Regions from separate parts of the Gossypium hirsutum genome. Here region 2 is linked to region 1. A link is a contact called in public Hi-C data. All regions are on one chromosome and are shown on one strand. The core of a region is the stretch at or near the end of the contact, and the rest is flanking DNA. Distances in the headings are between cores, read along the strand shown. Region 1 holds the start of LOC107951850 (protein ROOT HAIR DEFECTIVE 3). Region 2 holds the start of LOC107950663 (beta-fructofuranosidase, insoluble isoenzyme CWINV1).

Evidence for each region. A called contact is a pair of places that touch in the nucleus more often than the background predicts.
Region 2: a Hi-C map of leaf shows a contact between it and region 1, with 1.7 times the contacts expected there. The contact joins the promoter of LOC107950663 here to the promoter of LOC107951850 in region 1. A contact is called at or near these places in 3 of 34 Hi-C or Micro-C datasets (callus and leaf).

Annotation. Positions count from the first base shown.
Region 1 is chrA02:81,932,131-81,937,990 of Gossypium_hirsutum_v2.1, forward strand. LOC107951850 (protein ROOT HAIR DEFECTIVE 3) reads left to right here and starts at 1,671. Exons shown (of 23, transcript XM_016887013.2): 1 at 1,671-1,801; 2 at 2,418-2,567; 3 at 3,020-3,043; 4 at 3,129-3,231; 5 at 4,058-4,128; 6 at 4,231-4,294; 7 at 4,378-4,443; 8 at 4,617-4,664; 9 at 4,776-4,838; 10 at 4,953-5,009; 11 at 5,374-5,532; 12 at 5,609-5,677; 13 at 5,792-5,860. The coding sequence starts at 2,518.
Region 2 is chrA02:82,161,708-82,166,872 of Gossypium_hirsutum_v2.1, forward strand. It overlaps LOC107950663 (beta-fructofuranosidase, insoluble isoenzyme CWINV1), which reads left to right and starts at 2,384. Exons shown (of 7, transcript XM_016885546.2): 1 at 2,384-2,595; 2 at 2,725-2,733; 3 at 2,822-3,684; 4 at 3,761-3,919; 5 at 4,007-4,245; 6 at 4,340-4,430; 7 at 4,727-5,063. The coding sequence starts at 2,415. The coding sequence ends at 4,906.

The DNA of each region.
Region 1 (5,860 bases), core at 421-2,920:
TAGTGATTGAGTCGGGTAATGGATGTTGCAAGTATAATAAAAAAATATAAAAAATAATGATAAAATGTAAATAAAAAATTTTTGTAATTCAAGATTTTCATTATCAAAAAATATACTTCTAATAAATACTTACTTATGAAACAAATTTTATAATTTAATTTCAACACATTTAATTTTTTAATTCATCAAACAATACATAAATTAAATGCGTATTTAGAAGAGGTGCTAAAATTACATAATTCAGATGTGACATTTCTTTAAAATAAATGTTTGTAAAAATAATAATAAAATGTTTGCACAATTAATTTTTCATCTCAAATTTATTTACTAGGGTACATTTGTTTTGTGAAATATTAGATTATGTTGTGTGATAATATTATGGAAATGTAAGATTATGGGTGGAATACGGGATTATATTATTTAGTTAATTTGGTTGGAATATAAAATTTGGATGTTTAGTTGAAGGAATGAAAGATTATATAGAAACACATTTTACTCAATTGATCTTGTTATAAAATTTATTTATTATAACAAGTTTAATTCCTTTAATATCTCAATTTTTATATAATTATTATAAATTATTACAATTCTTATTTTTTATTATAATTTGTGTACAAATAAGTAAATATGTAATTTTAAAATAAATTTTATGAATCAGAAAAGTTATCGCAACAACAACTATAAATATATTAATAACCATAATTAATAATATGTTTTTTTTTTCCTTACAAAATCAATCTCATTTTCACTTTATTTCTACTATTATTAAATAAGACCAACTCAATTAAACAACAAAATTTATTAAAAAAAATATTTATGTCTTTCAATAATTTTATTAATTCTTTAAAAAACTCACAATTGATGAGTGATTAAATTAAAAGATTTAATATTCTTTGGGTACCGAGTTTAAATTTTTTTTAATTGTCTTATATAAGGTTTAACCATACCCATTTTTTCATTTTAAATTTGGTTTCTGGTGGGTTCCATCTGGACCCATGCCGCTATGAAACATTGGGTTATTAGAGTGCGTGCGCAGTGACTGTTAAAGCAGCCGATCACACACTGCCCACTTTTTGCAAAAAAAGGGATGGGCGGCTGATGGGCACTGCTAGAATCGGTGATCGTGCAGCTGACCCCCCAACCAAACACAATTCCCTACCAAAACTTTTCCCTTTTGTCTTGGACAACTAATCAGATGCTTCCATCTTTGCACCTTGTTTGGAGGTGTATGGAGACTTATTTGAGGATGCATGCATTGAGTTCAATTTGTATTGATTTTTTTTTAATCTATTAAGAAATTAAGAAATTTTAAAATTTAATAAAAAAGGAAAAAAATTATTATCGAAGTGGGTCTAATTTTTTCTCTTTTACTTTTCAAATTTTACTACCTATCCCATTGCTAATTGAATTATGTTAAATTTAAATACATTATTACAATTGAGATTTAATTTTTCAAACCATACTTTTGAACATTAAAATTCTGCTACTCAAATTAATAGAAATGAAATAATAACATTAGAATCTAATTTTCAAATTATAAGTAGTTATCAAATTCTTGAAATTAAAAAAGAAAGGACTAAATTTGAGAAATCTAACAGGTTTAGGGACTAAAGATAAAATTAAACTTATTTACTTTGCGGTCTTTGATTACCCAGTCCAGCCCACTTTTAAAGAAAAGAAAAAAGCAGTAAACTCAAGACAAGTTTCAAAGCCTCTCTCTATTTTACTCCTCTTTCTCTGTCTTTCATTGACATCGATCTCCTCAGTTTCTGAGCTATCAATTTCAAACAAGATTCAATGGGTACGTTCTCGCATCGCATCGCATCGTCTCATCTTATTCTTTTCTTTTCCCATTTCTGTTTTGCCTTATTATTTTCTCTCTGTTTATAGCTGTTTTAAGTGATCCGTTTCTTCCTTTGTTTAGTTAAAATTTTTCTGTTTCTTGTTTAATTTCTATGATGTAACTGAACCAGAGCGTTTTAGCATCAGCGCCGCCTTAATAATTTTGTTCTTTTACTATTAGTTAATGAGCGATGCGATCTCTTTTATGTTAAAATTTATATTTAAACTTGGTTTTTAGGTTTTTTAAGAGTTTCTGTAAAGTATTGTAGTCTGAAGTTAATTTTTCTGTTTGGATCGGGTCTATAGATAGATTTTATGTATACTGCATGTTTGGTTGCTGAGGAAACTGAAGAAAACTAAAAAAGAAAAAGAGAAAATCCGATTTTGCTTATCAGCTCCGTAGATATTAAAGTTGCCAAATTTATCTGTCTGAATTACTGAATATACTAACTGTTTTTAGTTGAGATATTCTTAAATTTTCCTTGATCAATTGATATGGATATTTTAATCTTAACGTTGCTGATGGAACCTTCATTCTCTTTACTGAAACATAATACGGACATTTCGCTTCACAGCCACGACTGAGGAATGTCATTCAATTCAACTTATTGATGGAGATGGATTGTTCAATGATGTTGGAACTGACCGCCTTATCAAGGAAATTAAGCTTGCTGAATGTGGGTTGTCATATGCTGTGGTTGCTATCATGGGACCTCAGAGCAGCGGTATGCTTTGTTATCTTAATGACATCTTGCTTTATACTTGTCCTTTTCTTGGTCCTTAGGTGCCTATTCCTAGGTCATACTGAGCTGCTTATTTGTTCTCATTTTCTTTAATGATACTTAATTAGAAATACTTGGGTTGCATGTGAGAGTATGATAAACTTGGAGTTTGGTCACTGCAGCTTTGCACAAAGGCATATTTTTCATATTTCACTTTGATACGAACTTCTTCCATATGGTATTATTGGAAACTTCTGTATTTAGTTTTGTATATATCTTTCTTGCATAATTTTTTTTTTTAAATTCTAACACATGCCATGGAAGATTTTAGTTTTGGTGTTTTATCATGGTAGCTGTGTAAGTTCTGATTGTTCCATTTAAAGTTTTATTTTGTTTTCCATGATCTCAACAGGTAAAAGCACACTGTTAAATCATTTGTTTTGCACCAATTTCAGGGAAATGGATGCATTTAAGGGAAGGTAACTTACGTTTTTCTAATAAGTAGTAACACATTGGATTTGTTTCCATTGGCAGAAAGAACTAATGGAATGTGCTTTTTCTCAGGTCTCAAACCACTAAAGGTATTTGGATGGCAAAATGTGCTGGTATAGAGCCTTGCACTCTAGTAATGGATTTGGAGGGTACTGATGGAAGAGAACGAGGGGAGGTGCTGTTGCTAGCTTGCATTCTATCATTTCCATATGTTGTCCAAAAATTGAAACTACATTATTTTATATATCATCAACTACTTTTGCTTGCTTTGTTTTTTGCCTTCACTTTACCTTGTTAATATAAGATCCTTTTTGCTTGTTTTTGCAAAGCATAGGATTCACGATATCCCTCCTTCCATGCCTCCAAAGGAAAAGGAAAATAAGAATATTTATGGATACACATTTTGATTTATTAATCAAGTAGTTATTTCTCTAAGTGCCTGCTTAGGCTTCCCTTCATTACTTTTCAGTATGCTTATCAACACCTTTTACTTGTGTAAGACTCGCCCATGAATCGAGAAATTAATACTTATTAATGGTGATTAAAGTGGTATGGAGGGAGCCTCACCCATCTAGAAAATGGTTGTAATATTGAAATATTTTTTTATGGTGATTGAAGTTTTCAATTCTGGATTTTATGTTTTTCTTTAATAAAAATTCTACCATAGGTGATATTTATTTAATCGCATAATTTTCCGGGACATAATCGTAGATTAGGGAAAGCTCAAGAAATCAGAATGATCATGATTAAAGAATAAAATTTTGTAACGATTAAAGAATAAAATTTTGTAACGTACTCTGGGTTTTAAGAGTTATGGATTAAGCTGAATCATATTAAGAGATGGAATTCCGATTATAATAGCGGAATATGGAGTGAATAATCTGTGTTTATATTTGCTTTGTTTATTTTTATCTGATCTTCACGTGTTTAATGAAAAATGGGAAAGGAGAGAGCTTACATTATTATTTATATATTTTCTTCATTTCTTTGCTGCATTCCAGGATGACACAGCATTTGAGAAACAAAGTGCACTTTTTGCATTGGCGGTTTCAGATATAGTACTCATAAACATGTAAGGTTTGGCACTTATATGGTGTTTGACATTGTTTTGTACATTAGTTAATTGCAATCGGTAGTATGTGCAAGTGGTTTTCTTGAACAATTTTTCATTTAGGTGGTGTCATGATATTGGTCGTGAGCAAGCTGCAAACAAGCCTCTTCTGAAGACTGTATTCCAGGTATTCACAGTCTCACTGCCCTTCCGTAGCAGTGCCCTGACTTTCAAGTGGTTCTTTTCTTATCTTGTTTTATTTGGTTGCAGGTCATGATGCGATTGTTTAGCCCTCGCAAAACAACTTTGATGTTTGTCATCCGTGACAAAACTAGGGTGGGTACCTTTCTTTTATGGAGCAAGTTGTGCCCGAGGGCTAATTCTTTTGTTCACCTTTTTAGTTTTTCCATAAATTTTTTTACAGTATCTAAGCTTTATATTGTTATCATGTCTAAGGATTTTTTGATGTCAATGAAGTTTATGGTTTCTTAACTGTTCCTTTTTTACAGACACCTCTGGAAAATTTAGAACCTGTTCTGAGAGAAGATATTCAGAAGGTACAGATACATGGAGCTTATGCTTCTTACATTTCTAAGAGCTTATGCGTCTTACATTTCTAATTAACTTTAGTAATGTTCCCTTCTGACCCATTTTTCTTGGAATTGCAGATATGGGACTCAGTTCCTAAGCCGCAGGCACATAAGGAAACTCCATTAAGTGAATTTTTCAATGTATGATGTTGGTTTGTGAGTTATGCAACATAAATTTAAATGTTTTTGTCCCTCTTTAACTTTTCTAATTAGTATTGTTTCTGATGATTTCATGCTATTAACGATAATGGCTAGCTGGAGGTTGTTGCACTTTCTAGTTATGAAGAAAAAGAAGAGCAATTTAAAGAGCAGGTACCTTTTTTAGGCCAACTCATAAGGTCATTCAGTATTCAGAGCAAGCAAACAAACTTTACACTATTGGCTTTGAGAATTTTTTCCCTTTTAAATGGAAAGAAAGACCAAGTTGAATATCTGCTTCTGGGTTTATGATGACATCATTGTGATTGTTTGACGACTTCCTTTTTTTTCTCATTCGTGTTGTTACATTTCCTTTCTCTTATCTTGGTTGTACTGTCTAATTACTTTTCTAGTGATGGCTAAACTAAAAGATCTACCGATTTTGTAATTTTATCTGAATGTTGGATGCTGCTGTTGATATATTAGATTAACTGACATTCAAATGGATAGTTTGTCTGATTCTATCATTGTTATGAAGGTTGCTAATTTGAGACAACGATTCTTCCACTCTATTGCACCGGGAGGGCTTGCTGGGGATCGGAGGGGAGTGGTACCTGCTTCGGGGTTTTCATTTAGCGCACAACAGATCTGGAAAGTCATTAAAGAGAATAAGGACCTTGACCTTCCAGCCCATAAGGTAACCTTTTGAACATTAACTTAAGTGAAAGTTTATCTTGTTTATTTTCTGTTATCTATGTTTCATTTGCCTGTAGGTCATGGTGGCTACGGTACGCTGTGAAGAAATTGCCAATGAGAAGTATGCTGGTTTCACTGCAAATGAGGTATGTGGACATTTAAACATGCGTTTATATTCATAAATATATTCATGAAAACACACATTTTTGGAGCTGTTTACGTTTTATAGAAACTAAAATCAACTTATTGCCTTATGTCAGAGCTGGTGTCTGTTAGAAGAAGCTGTGCAGTCTGGTCCAGTAGCTGGCTTTGGAAAGAAGCTGAATTCA
Region 2 (5,165 bases), core at 1,134-3,633, 230 kb after region 1:
GTTTTGGGCCTCTGCTACTTGGGTTTGGTTTAGTCCTGGGCTAAGTAGGATGCAACCGGTCTATTTGGGTGTGTGTATAACGGGTCTGGGCTATTTTGGGCCAGTAGTGTTTTAGGACTTGGGTCTGATGTGGGGTTTGGGTCTGTCCATTATGTTTAGACGTTGGGCCCCATTGTTTTGGGCTTTGTAACCTGGACCTTTAATGGACTGTTTAAAATAAATATTTATTTACTTATTTTCTTTTGTTTTATTTAAGCTTAGTCAAATTTGGGCTCTTACATTAGCATTGCCCATAGTCAACCTTTCTAAGGGAAGAGTCTGTAGTTGTACCCAAATATTAACCTTAGAGAAATTAATCTCCTGAATCGCCTTTTCAACCTCCCATTTTTGAAGAATCAAGCAGTACCTCATAACAGTCCAAGGGCCATTCTCAATAGTCGCGTCCATGACTCCTTGTTTTGAGAAAGAAAGACCATATCTATTATCACCTAGATCTCTAACTTCCATAAGATGTTTAGAAGACCACATACTTTGCTTCACTCCTTGAACTCCTCTTTTATTGAACACCTTTGATGCATGGATCTTACCAGTCAACGTAAATTGAGTAGCCTTCTCTAGATCCCCTTTAGAGACCTCCAATTTAATCTTTAGTTCATCCATAATATCAAACTTTAATCACCCCAAACCAATCAACCCCAAAATAGGAATTGGCAATAAAATGAATCCAGATAAATAGAATATCTATATTTTATCTCCTAGTCAATAGTAAAAATTAAATTAGAATATTCAAGAAACAAAATCAAAATAAAACCTAAAAACAAGAAAGGAAAGAAAAACCTTAGAAAAAACCTACAAATTGCCCATTTCATCCCTAAAAACTCTAGAAAACAAGAAAAAACCAAGAAAAAAAACACTTACATAGTGACCATTTCTCTATAAATGAGAAAGAAAGACTCAAGAAAAAAAAAGAGAAAACAACTAACAAAAAATTGAAAAACTTTTTAATTACGGATATCAGCGATAAAATTAAATTGAAATAATAAAAATAGAATATAAATTTATCCAAAATTTCAAATTCCATTTAGATTTTAAAATTACCTTATATTTTAACATCTAAATACTACTTGAAAATATGAGAGTATAAGATAACATAAATGTTTGAAATCCAAAGAATATAATTTTAGTTTAAACTATGAAATTACGAGAAATTCAAGCTCAAATAAAAATTATGCAGTCGTGTTTTCCATGCATATCAACTTTAAGAAAAGAAAGAAAGACAAATATAAAAGTATTTATGTTAATTGGAAAGTTGGTGGGTTGTCGATGTTATTTATCACGTGTAATACCCAGGCACCATACACAATCACGAGAAATAAATAGCCTTATCCCATAGAATTTTATGCAACCAAAAAACCTGAAATTAATTTCATTTTAACTACAAACAGTAACATTGTTTTATAGTACTTCAACTCTATATTTACTTTTTAGATTGGAATTCTTTTCTTATTTCGGGTTAAATAGAAAATAATAGGGAGTGCAATGGCTTAGGATATTCTTCTTTTTTTAAAAAAAAAAATTTTAGAAATTCTATCCGTAAAATTACGGATTTAGAATATAGATGTATGTTAAAAAATAATGTCCAATAAATAATGAATATATAGTATAACTTGAAACTAATTAATCATAATAATACATGAAATATTTACGATATGTGTGTAAAATAAGATTGAAACACATAAATATACCAGATTAATAATACAAAATATACAATAATTATTCATCATAGTATTGTCATTAGTCGTGAGTTAATGTCGTGATGTGGGTGAACGAAAATATTTTATGTTAAAAATATATATTTACAATTGAGTTGACTTATAAATTCAAGGAAGAAACAAGTATTGAATAATTGTAATAGAATAAACTTGTCTAAATACTTCAAGGTATGCACCTCCTCTTATTGTAGGAAGATTTGAAACGTGGGTATTTTTCTCAGCTGACCAAGACCAAAGATTGAACTAAATCTCCCACCATTGGTTTAGACTTAAACTAAGTGCTACACAAATTGATAATGTAATTGATTTTTTATCAAAATATGGTTGCAATCTTTGAATCATATAGTCAACCGATGAAACAGTGAGTAGTGTAGAATGAGAATATTAAACGGAAATAAATTTCCACAATAATATTAGTCACAACTTGATGTCCTTTTTCTTATTTCTACATAAAATATAGTGTGGAAATGTCAGCAATTTCTTTCTTATTTCTCCCAACAAACCTTTTTGATGGAAGCTTTGAATTTTCTTTCTTTTATTATATTAAAAAAATATTAAAACTTATCCAAATTATGCATTTCTCCTTCTATAAATATACCTTTGATAATTGAAGGCTTTAGTTCTCATCCACTTTTGCACAACATGGCTAACTCTTGTGTTGGGTTGTTTTTGTTCTTTGCTCTCTTTCTTAGCCATGGGATTGTGGAACTTGAAGCTTCACACCATGTTTACAGAAACCTCCAAACTGTTCAATCTGCTGCATCTACAGATCAACCTTACAGAACTGGCTTTCATTTTCAACCTCCCAAGAACTGGATAAATGGTATATACATATATGTCTAACTTTATTATATCGTGCTCAAGTTTTGTCTTTTTTTTTTCTAAATTGTATGTCTAACTTTGTGTCTTCCGGTTCCATGTCATTTGGAAATGGCTGCCTTTTGATGAACAGATCCTAATGGTTAGTGCCTTATTCCTAGAATCATATGATATTTTTAGATAATATATTTAAAATGCCTAAATTACTGCTCAGCTAATTTTTTTTACAGGGGTTATGGTTTACAAGGGACTTTATCATCTATTCTACCAATACAATCCAAAAGGTGCAGTGTGGGGCAACATTGTCTGGGCTCACTCTACATCAAAAGATCTTGTGAATTGGACCCCTCATGAGCCAGCTATCTTTCCCTCCCAACCATCTGATATTAATGGTTGTTGGTCTGGTTCAGCCACAATCCTCCCCGGGGGCAAACCAGCCATGCTTTACACCGGAATTGACACAAAAAACAGCCAAGTCCAGAATCTTGCCGTCCCCAAGAATCTATCCGATCCTTACCTCAGAGAATGGGTGAAGTCACCAACGAACCCTTTGATGCAACCCACTGCCCAAAACCAGATTAATGCAAGTTCTTTCAGAGATCCCACCACTGCTTGGTTAGGCCCTGACAAGAAATGGAGGGTAATCATTGGAAGCAAGATTAACCGCCAGGGCCTAGTCATCCTTTACAAAAGCAAAGACTTTGTGAATTGGGTCCAAGCCCCTATGCCTTTGCATTCAGCCAAAGACACCGGGATGTGGGAATGCCCTGACTTTTACCCCGTTCCTGTCAGTGGCAAAAACGGTGTCGACACTTCTCTTAATGGTCCATATGTCAAGCATGTCCTTAAGATAAGCTTAGATGACACAAAGCATGATCTTTACACTATTGGCTCATATGATAACTTGAAGGACATCTATATACCAGACAAGGGATCCGTAGAGAATGATTCAGGCTTGAGATATGATTATGGAAAATATTATGCTTCCAAGACATTCTTAGACAGTATCAAAAACAGGAGAATCTTATGCGGTTGGTTGAACGAATCATCCAGCGTCGCTGATGATATCAAGAAAGGATGGGCAGGAGTTCACGTAAGTTTTTTTTTTTTAAAGTAACTTGGTCTGCTGATAAATCTTGTAAAGATGTGATGAGACGTTGACTTTGCAGGCAATTCCTAGGCAAGTTTGGCTGGATAAATCTGGAAAACAATTGATGCAGTGGCCGGTAGTAGAAATACAAAAGCTACGAACAAACCACGTAAGCTTACCCAGCAGATTGCTCAAGGGAGGATCGGTTGTTGAAGTTTCTGGGGTTACTGCTTCACAGGTAAAAGAAAAAAAATGCTGAAGTCAACATGTAAATTTCCTCCACAAACCCAATGTTTAATCCTCTTTGAATTTCGTGTTGATACAGGCAGATGTTGACATTTCATTCAAGATATCTGACTTTGAGAAAGCTGAAGTGTTAAATCCAAGCTGGACCAATCCACAGCTACTATGCAGCCAAAAGGGTGCATCAGTGAAAGGCGGTGTTGGTCCATTTGGGTTGCTAGTTTTAGCTTCAAAAGGCTTAACTGAGAACACGGCGGTCTTCTTTAGAATATTCAAGGGCCAAAACAAATACGTGGTGCTCATGTGCAGTGACCAAAGCAGGTCGGTCCCACCTACACACTCAACCATTTTCAAACCTTTTCAAATTGCACCCATGCTTGCCAAAACCTCAACTTCTCTGTTTTTGTGTCGACAGATCCTCCCTAAACCAAGCCAATGACAAGACCACCTATGGGGCTTTCTTGGATGTGGACCCTCTTCATCAAAGCTTGTCATTGAGGAGTTTGGTGAGTTCATTTATATTACTTTTGTATATAGCAAACACTAAAGTACTTGAGCACTTTGTACTCCATCCGTAATTACACTTGTTCATGTCTCTTTCATTTAACAAGTATGTATACGCCTATGGTGAAAGAGGTATAACAAATATGGCACTAGGCCCCCTATCATCATCAAGTGGAAAACTTGGGGACACCATTGTTGAAAAAAGGGATTGGACTTTTGCAGAACCCCAAACTTTCCGGGTTTGGAAAATGGGATCATTTTTTTGAAAATCAAGTCACTTTTTTTTTTTTTTTTACAGATTGATCATTCAATAGTGGAGAGCTTTGGTGGGGGTGGCAAAGCATGTATGTCAGCTAGAGTTTATCCCACATTGGCAATTAATAACACAGCCCACTTGTTTGTTTTCAACAATGGAAGTGAAGCCGTGAAGATTGCAAAGTTGAATGCTTGGAGCATGAAGAAAGCCATAATCAATTGAATTTCTTGGTTCCAGAAACTTATAGAGAGGATGATTTTATCTGAGCTTACCCATCTATCACTTTTTTATGGATCTATTATTACAATAATTTCATATGCAGAAACTCATTCATGTTAACCCAAACCATTTTTACTATAAATCTATATGCTTTTCTTTCTTTCTTTCTTTTTTTTCCTTTACAAATAATCTTTGAATATGTTTACCAAACATGAATCACAAAACCAACATGAAATAAATTTAAAAAAAAATTATTACACAT